Linked DNA regions of Ovis aries: region 1 is linked to region 2. A link is a contact called in public Hi-C data. All regions are on one chromosome and are shown on one strand. The core of a region is the stretch at or near the end of the contact, and the rest is flanking DNA. Distances in the headings are between cores, read along the strand shown. Region 1 overlaps TAF4 (TATA-box binding protein associated factor 4). Region 2 has its middle 3.3 kb from the start of RPS21.

Region 1 (5,363 bases), core at 33-2,532, 250 kb after region 2:
AGCCCTGAAGGCGGGTGCCGCCGCACAGGGACCCCGCACTGCAGTGGCCGGGTCCAGGGGCATGCACCGCGGTGTTGGTGCGTGCCCCACGCCCCTGCCCGTGCCAGGGCTGAAGGTAGAAAGGACACTGAGCTGTGTCTGGGGGACGGTCCTTGCCTGAAACCTGCGAGGTTAAGCATCTGCTCTTTGGCCCTTTGTGGTGTTTTTGGGAATTGCTTGATGGACATTTTTATGGTCAATTTTTAAAGTAGGTAAGACAGTTGTGGTTACTGACTGTTTAGTCAAGTTTGGGGTAAAGTTTTGTTTTCAGAAATTGTACTCTAAGCAGGTCCATTTCTGAATTTCAGGCTGTGTGGACGTGCTTGGTGTGGGAAAGACCCCCTCCAGCCCTGACCCCCCACCGCCCACCTCGTCCTGGTACTTATTCTCCAGCCTGTCCTGTGGGGACAGCTCTGCTGCCGTGTGTGTGCACAGCAGTCAGCTTCTTTTCTTTCCTTATTTTTAATTGCAGGGTAGTTGCTTTACAGTGTCGTTTGCTTTCTGTTGTACAGCATGAATCAGCCGTAAGTACATGTATGTCCACCTGGGAGTGAGGTCCTGAGGCGCAGCCTCTGAGGCCCAGTGATGCCTTACCTTACTTAGAGCCGATTCTTGGTTTCATCAAAATTTTGAAAGTCACTGTGTGATGTGAAGTGAAAATCAGGTGTGGAGTCCTGAATCTCCAGCCGTGCTCTGCCATGACCCTGAGCCATGTTTGTGTGGGGGAAACCTGACTTGGAGCTGGAAGAAGTGGGTGGGGTCTGCCTGCCCGGGGCTTTTCTTGTTGTTTTTAGATTGTTTTATTTGCGCATTTACTTGTGGCTGTGCCGACTCATTGCCGCGTGGGCTTCGCGCTGGTTGCAGCGAGCAGGGGCTCCTCTCTAGTTCGGTGCGCAGGCTTCTCGTGGCGGGGCTTCTCTCGTGGCAGAGCGCGGCGCTGAGGCTGGGGGCTTCGGGAGCTGCGGTTCCCCGGCTCTGTAGCACAAGCTCAGTAGCTGTGCTGCGTGGGAGTAGTTGCTCCCAGGCATGTGGAATCTTCCAGACCAGGGATCGAACCCGTGTCTCCTGCATTGGCAGGTGGATTCTTTGGCACTGAGCCACCAGAGAAGCCCTGTTGTTGTTTGTTTTGATCAAAGGTTTCCTCACCTTCCGCTTTGAAAGCACTGACAGTGCAGGCAGGCAAACGCTTCTTTACGTTTGCAGCAGTCTTGCTCCGCCCTCAGTGCTCAGGTCCTGTGAGGCTGAGGTGAGGCCAGGACACAGGAGCCCCGCCTCCCACACGTCTGACCCGGCCACCAGCCTTCCTGGAGTCTGAGCTCTGTGGGTTTAGGCACTTTCTTTTAGGTGGTTTAAAAGGCAGGCAGCCCTAAGAGTGAAAGAATGTTTAGGCTGTAATTAAGTCAGCGTCACTGGTATCTGTGCTGGTGTCTGGCTGAGTTTGCTTCCGGTAGAGTAGTTGGGGGACCCCGTCCCACAGGCACGTGGTAGAGGGGCCCCGGCAGGACTGCGGGTGGTGTGGCAGGAGGTCCCCGTCACACCCTGGCCGGTGGCTGTTCTCTTGGGCGTGGGTCTCAGAGATGCTCCACGAGGCCGGGCTCCTCTGCTGCTGCTGTGGCCTGGGGTCTGGATGGTCCAGACCTGAAGTCCCTCCCTGGTTCCCTGCATGACGCTCTCGTTCTCTGGCTGTGTCACGCCTCTCTGCATTCCTCTGCTTCTGGTCCGATTCTGGCTTCTTCAGCGTCCATGTCAGGGTTCAGGGGCAGTTTTATTTTGCATCTTGGTGATGGAGGGTCTGCTGTTCATCGCACCGTCTCTGCAGACTCTCCGAGCCATCTGGCCAGTGATGGTGCTAGCAGTGCTTGTTGGGGGTGGGTGGGAGGGCAGGGAAGGCTCTGGCCCCTCCAGCCCAACTGCTGTTCCCTGCTTGTGCCAGTGCAGCTGGGCCGTTCGCCAGGCCTGGGACCCCCCCCAGCTGAAGCCGAAGGACATGCCTGTGTCTTGGGGGAAAGGGCGGGGCTGAGCACTGAAGGCCATGCTAAGAATGTCTCCCCAGAAGTGGTGACTTCCAGGTGGAGGATCCCAGGTGGAGTGGAAAATGCCTATTTGTCGTGTAGCTCTGGCTGACCTACATTTTGGTAAAAAATACAGTGAAAAATGTTGGTATGAAAGGGATCAGGGAAACTGTAACCTTGGGTACAAATGCTGGAGTTGATCTTGAACTCTGGTTCTTGGAGGAGGGTGGGGCTCGTTTAGTCCTAAGGACTGTTGTTGTGCTCGGGCTGTGACGAGGATGTGCCCCAGCCCCACCCCACACCACAGAGCTCCCTGCGTTCTGTGCCCGTGGGTGCCCAGCCTCCCAAACAGGTGGTGTTGTGTCTGTCTTAGGTATGAGTACACGCAGCACGGCCTTAACACGGGTGCTGTGGGTTTATGCTGCGTGTCTTTCTGTAAAATCCTGAGCTCTGACAATGACAAAAAGTATAAAATTGCCTGCCTTCATCAATAAAGAAATTATAAATACATTTTGGATGAAATACGTAGCCACTGAAAATTATGGTTTTGAAAAGAAAACACCAAGCTGAATATCAACAGAATTACCCCAATTTTCTTTACGGTTATCAAAACACATATGTTGTACACGTGCTCATAGAACAGAGGGTGGAAAGAAACTCAAAGTCTTGTAGCCAGAGGGGGCGGGCTCCTGAGAGTTCCGTCTTCCGGGTTCGTCTCTGCGTTTCTCAAGTCTGCCCTCATGAACGCTTGTCTCTGCACTAAGAAGGATGTTAGCATCATCTAACATGAAAGTTTGAGTGGCTTTCTGCTGTGTGAGCTCGCCGTGTCATGCTTGTCGCTTGTGCACACTGGCTGGTTTTGGTTCCAGAGCACTCTGAGTTGGGGGTGAGGGGTGCAGGGAGGGGCCTGGTGGGGTCCATGGTGCAGCCAGGCTGCCAGGGTGTGTGTGCGGGGGACCTGGGGGCTGTGTGTCTGTAGGGCGGGAGGGTGGCGCCTGCAGGGGCCCTTCCCTGACCGCTCCCAGAGCTGGCTTGGCGCCGGCAGAGGGATGACGGCTCAGATGGCCTCCTGGTCCTCCCTGGGGCCAGAGTGCTGGGAGTCCCAGACAGGGTGCTGCTGTTGTGAACAGAGACGGTTGCTTTTCTGTGATCTTTTATCTAAAGTTTGTTTAAGTTACATTTTGAGACAGTTGTGTTTCTTTGCCTTTGAGTGGTACTGCAGTCATCTGTTAGAAATGAGCATTATAACCAGAATTTATGAGGTCTAGAGAGTGTGATGATGTCATGACTGTGTGGCAGATTCTCCCAGGTGTCATAGGCATTCCTGACTCCACTTCTTTCGGAGGCAGTGGCTGTATGCGTGGTACCCAGGGAAGCTGCCACGCCTCTGGAGCTGCCACCCATAATGCTGCTGGCTGGTTCCACCCGTGGCCCTCATGCCCGGAACAGCTGTCCTGGTTCTCTCTTTCCCGGGTCTGTTCCCACTGGAGACGTTGCTGATGCCGCCGAGAGGTCTCATCACTGAGAGTCCCACGTCACTCCTTGGCAGGAGCTTTGCCTCTGTCCTCAGCTTTCACTCTCGCTATCGGCACACTGCATGGCCCAGTCTGTTTTTTTAGACTTTTGTGTCCAAAAGACCACTGTCACTTGATTGGCATATTAATCACATTGCTTTTCTCGAATGTTATTTAAATATTCCTTTGAATTTCTGCGAACATGATTTTTTAAGCAAATAAGCAAGTATTCGATAAAGTGTAGGCATCAGTTTGAAATTGGGGTGTCCAGCTGTGGAAACTGGGGGGCCTGCTGGGCTGCCCTGTTCCCTTGAGTCCCTGTGATGACGGACTGGGGTCTCTGCATGGTGCCTGAGTGAACTGGTGAGTGAGTGGCTGGGAGTGTCACCAGGTCCCCTCTTTTGGGGCCCTCAGCACCAGCATGGGCCAGGGTTGATGACCGTGTAACCCCCTTGAGCTGCCCTGTGGCCTGAGCCTGTCCTGGGCATGGTGCAGACTTCTCAGGGCGTGGACATCAGTTCCGGCTGCCAGCCTGCCAGGCCTTTCTCTCCTCAGTGCTTTCACAAGCTCCCAGGTTTTAGAGATTTCAAAACAGTGAGTTATTTGCAGCAGCTGTGTTTTGTTTTGTTTTGTTTTGAAAATATGGCTTATTGTCTTTCAGTTCAGTTTAGTCGCTTGGTTGTGTCTGACTCTTTGTGATCTCATGGACTGCAGCACGCCAGGCTTCCCTGTCCATCACCAACTCCTGAAGCTTGCTCACACTCATGTCCATCGAGTTGGTGATGCCATCCAACCATCTCATCCTCTGTCGTCCCCTTCTCCTCTTGCCTTCAGTCTTTCCCAGCATCAGGGTCCTTTCCAGTGAGTCAGTTCTTTGCATCAGGTAGCCAAAGTATTGGAGTTTCAGCTTCATCATCAGTCCTTCCAATGAATATTCAGGACTGATTTCCTTTAGGATTGACTGGTTTGATCTTGCAGTCTAGGGGACTCTCAAGAGTCTTCTCTAACACTACAGTTCAGAAGCATCAATTCTTCAGCTCTCAGCTTTCTTTATAGTCCAACTCTCACATCCATACATGACTACTGAATAGCTTTGACTAGACGGACCTTTGTTGGCAAAGTAATGTCTCTGTTGTCTAGGTTGGTCATAGCTTTTCTTCCAAGGAGCAAGTGTCTTTTAATTTCATGGCTGCAGTCACCATCTGCAGTGATTTGGGAGCCCAAGAAAATAAAGTCTCACTCTTTTCATTGTTTCCCTGTCTGTTTGCCATTAAGTGATGGGACTGGAAACCATGATTTTAGTTTTCTGAATGTTGAGTTTTAAGCCAGTTTTTTCACTCTTCTCTTTTACTTTCATCAAGAGGTCTTTAGTTCTTCTTCACTTTCTGCCATAAGGCTGTTGTCGTCTACATATCTGAGTTTATTGATATTTTCCCCAGCAATCTTGATTCCAGCTTGTGTTTCATCCAGCCTGGTATTTTGCATGATATACTCTGCATATAAATTAAATATGCATTATTGTCTTTATTTTAGTTTTATTTTAAAATTTATTACAAGTTTTAAAGTTTTATGTTGGAGTATAGCTGATTTACAATATTGTGTTGGTTTTGAGTATACAGCAGGGTGGTTCAGTTATGCATATATTCATTTGTCTAGGTTATCACAGAATATTGAGCAGGGTTCCCTGCACTGTACCGTAGATCCTTGGCACATTGTCTGTTTGAAAAGATTCATTTATCTGGCTGCTCCAGGTCTTAGTTGTAACATTTGGATTCTTTGGGCTTCGCCAGTGTCTCTG
Region 2 (5,259 bases), core at 1,075-3,574:
AAAGAAAAACTCCAGGCTGCAGAGATAATTCCAGAGCCCTCCGTCCCGCAATCCTGTGATTGTGCCCCGCCGTCTCAGTTGAAACACCCCCTTGGGACTTCATCTTTCAGATGAGAGAGAGGGCCCCTCGGGGGTCGACTCCCAGAGCTTATACACCCCGCCGCCCCTGCTGGCCAGGGCCGAGCCCAGCAGTGGAGCCTCCGAAATCCCGATACCTCTTACTCGGCAAACCCTCCCGGTCCTCCAAGATAGGGTCCCACCTCACTTCCCCAACTCAAGTCTCTGTGAGGTCGCACAGGTGAGGGCTCTTCCAAGGCTGTGTCTGCTCACCTTGTGGCGACTGCGAATGATCCTGGTCGGCCTGTCCTCACGGCGCCCCATTTGAGTCACAGCCAACTTCTGTACAGGTCCGGGAGAATTTAATGTCTGGGCCTGGTCACAGCTGAGGCTACTCATACCTGAAAACCAGTGTTCGAGTGGGCAGTGTGTTTGCTGTTGCTTCCACTGGGCTCTGGCAGCTGGGCCTCAGGTCACTGAGGCCAGTGCCCTGTAGGAAGGTCATCATTCCCTGTTGGTGCCAGCTGGAGAGATGTGTGCCCTTTCCAGGACCCCCAGCACGTGCAGGGACACGTGCAGCACGTGTTTATGTCTGTGGTTGTATTATGGACCAGGGTTCTTGTCCTCCCTGCATGCATGTGTACTAAATTGCTTCAGACTCTGCGACCACATGGACTGTAGGCCTCCAGGCTCCTCTATCCATGGAATTCTCCAGGCAAGAATACTGGAATGGGCTGCCATGCCCTCCAGGGAATCTTCCCAACTCAGGGGTCAAACCTGGATCTCCTGCACTGGCAGGTGGATTCTTTACCACTAGTACCACCTGGGAAGCCTTTCTTGTCCTCCCTATTCAATAGAAATTGATATGAGATGAGATAAGAAATTCAGGCAAGGCTTTATCAGGGTTCCTGCTGCAGTAGGAAGGAGTGAAAACAAGTAATAGGTTCCCTTGTTCGCTCCATTGTATGGTGTGAAGGTAGGAGTGGGTCCAGGGATTGGGCTGGAGGGGAGCTTAGGTGGTTTGCCCATCTCTTTGGTAGTGTTAAGTGCAAGGGGCATGCGCTGGTACCGTGCTTTTGCTCCCAGCTGTTTAGAAGGGGCGGTTGGATTTTTAATCTGTGCCTTGTCCATAGTTTGCTTCACTTGCACGTGTAACAAAATCCACTCACACCCATTAGAATGACTACAGTGACTTTGAAAGTGGTGTCTTGAAGAGATCTGTACAGCCACATTCACAGCAGCATTATTCACAGTAGTCTATGATGGAAGCAACCCACGTGTTTGGGTGGGTGAAGGGATAAGCGGGATATCGTCTATGCACACAGTGGAATGTTGTTCATCTTTAAAAAGGAGGGGAATTGTGACAAGCATATGGATGAAACTTGAGAAATTGTGCTAAGTAAAACAAGCCAGTCACAAACAAGTACAGTGTAATTCCAGATACACAAGGTGCCTAGAGGAGTCGAATAACAGCGGCTGTGGCTGGGGTGGGGGTTAGTGTCTAATGGGCATAGAGCTCCTCTCTACAAGGTGAGGAAGTTGTAGAGATGGATGGTGGTGATATCTGCACAACATTATGAATGTATTTAATACCACTGAACTGCACACTTAATGGTCAAGGTGTTAAGTTTTGTTTATATGTATATTATCACACACACACACAAAAACATTTTAAATACTATAGGACACGCATGGACACACAGAAGACAACACATTCTCTCCCCAGTGGGGCCAGAGTTCCTCAGGCCAAGTTCTTCAAAAGGAAGCTCTGTGACCCCACCCTCTGGCAGTGAAATCTGTATGAATGAGCCCCTCTTTAAGAAACTACTTTGTCTGTTTAAATAAATTAAAAAAATAAGAAACCCTGCTGTCCCAGGTCCCACAGACAGAGGAGCAAGCAGTCCCTGAAGGGAGCCAGCTGGGCCTTCCATCAGCAGTTCCCCTCTCATCAAGTTGGGCGTGGGGTGGGGGGCAGCTGCTCAGGCTGCAGGCTGTGGGGGTTCAGAACTGAGGAGAGGTGTCCCTGCCTGTACTCTGCCCAGCAGCCACTATGGGGCCCCCAAGAGCTGTGCCTGGCCCTGCAGGCACCCGTGGGCGGGGCTCAAGGACAGAGGCTCATCAGTCGCTTTCCTGCTGGTTGTAGGGGGCTGGCCACCTCCCTCAGGCCTCTGGCCCCCAGCCAAGGGATGACTTGTTTACTGAGCTTCTTATGGGGTCTCCAGGTTGGGAAAGGGCCAGAGGCTGGGCGGGATGAAGGGGTTGGGGGCGGGAAGATATTGTCCTTCTGAGGCAGCCCCCAGGGGGCTCAGAGCAGCGGCTGTTGAGCAGGGTGGTCCCCATCAGGATGCTTGAGCACCTCCAGGCCTGCAGAACTTACACCTCTTCCTGCCCCCTGCACCCCCAAGATCACCCCACCTTGCCTCTTAGCTGTGTGGCCAGTCCCTTAGCTGTATGGCCAGTCCCTTAGCTGTCTCTCCTCCCGGCTGTAAAGTGGGGACAGTGGTAAGAGCACCACCCCGGAGGGTTAACACATCTGGGGAGCTCAGAGTGGATGTGGCAGTCAGGGTCCTCAGCACCCCACTGTCACCACCAGCATCACTGTTACCCTCATCACCACTGCCACCGTCATTTGGGTGGTTATGCTGTGACCCCAGGTCTACACAGCTGTAGAGCGGACTCCTGGGTTGACTTGAAGCCGCACTTGATGCCCACCCGCATATCACACAGGACCCCATTCAGGCTGCCCAGGAGGGTGCCGGTGGCCAGAGGTGTTGGCCGGCGTCTGCGTCCAGCATCCACTGCCCATTCACCTGCACTCTGCTGGGGCCTAGCCCATGGCAGGTAAGCAGGGCTCAGATGCATGGGACACAGCCTTCCTGGGCAGGGGGCTGAGGGGCACCTCCTGGCTCCTCCCAGAGCAGCTGTCTGGGCTGGGTGGGGCCTGGGCAGCCTGACACGCATTGTGTGTGGAGGGGAACCAGCCCCGAAACCAGGAAACCCTCCTTCCGGGCCTGGGCGGGGGCCCAGGGTGAGCCACGGGTCAGGGCCAAGGGACAGGATTCTCCCCATGCAAACCTAGCCAGGAGCTGCAGCTACCACCCCATCCTGCCTGCTCTGGTTCCCTGGGAGAAGGTCCAGCTCTGGACACAGACCTGCCTCAGAGGGACTCCAGCAGGCCCTGGTGCCACCTCCCCCAGCCACAACTCCAAACCGTCCTCCGGCCTCAAGGGGACAGGCAGTTCCATCTGACTCAGTCTCCTTGGTCTCTGTGAGTTTAAGGGAGGCCCCAGCAGGTGTGCAGCCCCAGCATGTAGGTCTGACCTCAGTGACCTGGGGTGTGGGGCCTTGGGCACCGGTGCTCACAGGCCGTCAGGGCCAGGAGCCTGACAGCATCCAGCCGGTCACCCTTTCTGCTCTATTTTATTTTGTCATTCTATTTTATTTGTTGTTGTTCAGTCGCTTAGTCCTGTCTGACTCTGCGAGTCCATGGACCATAGCATGCCAGGCTTCCCTGTCTTTTACTGTCTTCCAGTGTGTGTGTGTGGAGAAGGCAATGGCACCCCACTCCAGTACTCTTGCCTGGAAAATCCCATGGATGGAGGAGCCGGGTGGGCTGCAGTCCATGGGGTCGCTAAGAGTTGCACACAACTGAGCAACTTCACTTTACTTTTCACTTTCATGCACTGGAGAAGGAAATGGCAACCCACTCCAGTGTTCTTGCCTGGAGAATCCCAGGGACAGGGGAGCCTGGTGGGCTGCTGTCTATGGGGTGACACATAGTCGGACGTGACTGCAGTGACTTAGCAGTAGCAGCAGTGTGTGTGTGTGTGTGAGCCGCTCAGAGCGTCTGACTCTTTGCAACCCCAGGAACTGTAGCCCACCAGTCTCTAGGCAAGAATACTGGAGTGAGTTGCCATTTCTTTCTCCAGGGGATCTTCCCAACCCGGGGATCAAACCTGGGTCTCCTGCATTGCAGATGGATTCTTTATCCTCTGAGCCACCAGGGAAGCCCAGAGTTTGCTCAAACTATTCTACTGTGTTAGACTTTTTCACTGAGATATAACCCACACATGGTGATTAGGAACACAGACCTTAAGTGCCCCCCACCCCCCTGGTTTTGACATCTGCGTCCACCCACACAGGCAGAGTGTGCTGCACACTGTGCTGGCATTGGGGCAGCATCTGGATGGGCCTCTCCCCTCCCCACCTGGCTCCCAGGAGGCCTTCATGGACCTCTTTCTCAGTTGCATGTACAGACATTCTGGAGGTGGGGTGGGGGCCTAAGCTGGGCACCTGGAGCCCCACTGACACCCAACAGAGGGCACTATGAGGTCAGAGACACCCAGGAATGTCTAGTCTTCTGGCCCCACCCCTCCCTCCAGGCCAGGCCACAAGGGCTGAGCCAAGGGACAGGAATGGAGGCACTTCCACCCCAGGCATGCACACAGCAGCCAACTGGCTCATCCCAGTGGACATGCCACAGGCTCACCACGCTGGCCAGAGGCCAAGACATTCCAGCCAAACTGGGTGGAGTTTCAGGTTCAAAGCAAGAAGGCTGCATGGCCGATCTTTCTCCCGGGCCAGGCCCGCCAGGGAGACACCAGGTTCTATCCCCAAGCTGACCTCTGACCCCACCCAGGTGGCCCCATGGCCACCCTGAGAGGATGTGCAATTATGAGCCCACTGTACAGAGCAGGAAACTGAGGCCAAGGGAGAGGAAGTGGCTTCCCCAGAGTTACAGAGCCAGGGCACAGGGCAGGGCTTGACCCAGCCTAGAGCTCTGGAGGTGGGGGGATGGGATGTAGTGCAGCCAGAACAGGGCCTTGGACAGGAAGAGAGGAACCCCCCAACACTGCCCCACGCCCTAGCCCAAAGCTGAGCCCTAAGAAGGGTTAACTCCGAAGCAAGGGTGTGGGGGTCCCTCATCTGCCCACTGGGAACACCCAGCTGGGAACCTGGAATGGACTAGAGAGGAAGGCCCTCCCTTGGGCCCCTGGTGGTGATAATCTGCCCGCAGGGCCCAGCCTCTGAGCACCAGGCAGTGAGTGTGTCAGCAGCTGCTGGAACATGCCCAGAGGCAGAGGTTTGCTGGGCCTGGAGAGCGCAGGTGGAGGGTGAGGGGACCCAAATTCCTGCCCTGGTGAGGAGCCTAGCCCAGACTTGTCTCGCTCTGCCCGTCCCCAGCTCTCCCCTCCCTGCCCA

Evidence for each region. A called contact is a pair of places that touch in the nucleus more often than the background predicts.
Region 1: a Hi-C map of liver shows a contact between it and region 2, with 2.7 times the contacts expected there. The contact joins two enhancer-like sites. A contact is called at or near these places in 4 of 16 Hi-C or Micro-C datasets (hypothalamus, liver, muscle and 1 more).

The regions. Positions count from the first base shown.
Region 1 is chr13:54,821,664-54,827,026 of ARS-UI_Ramb_v3.0, forward strand. All of the region lies in intron 1 of TAF4 (TATA-box binding protein associated factor 4), which reads left to right. Among named protein-coding and RNA genes, the nearest start is that of TAF4, 33 kb to the left of the region's middle. Within about 2 kb of position 1,283, at least 4 of the 54 cell types and tissues checked have an H3K27ac peak or open chromatin away from gene starts, as enhancers often do. A contact at or near this core is called in liver, where this site is marked.
Region 2 is chr13:54,567,162-54,572,420 of ARS-UI_Ramb_v3.0, forward strand. No RefSeq gene overlaps it. Among named protein-coding and RNA genes, the nearest start is that of RPS21, 3.3 kb to the left of the region's middle. Within about 2 kb of position 2,325, at least 11 of the 54 cell types and tissues checked have an H3K27ac peak or open chromatin away from gene starts, as enhancers often do. A contact at or near this core is called in liver, where this site is marked.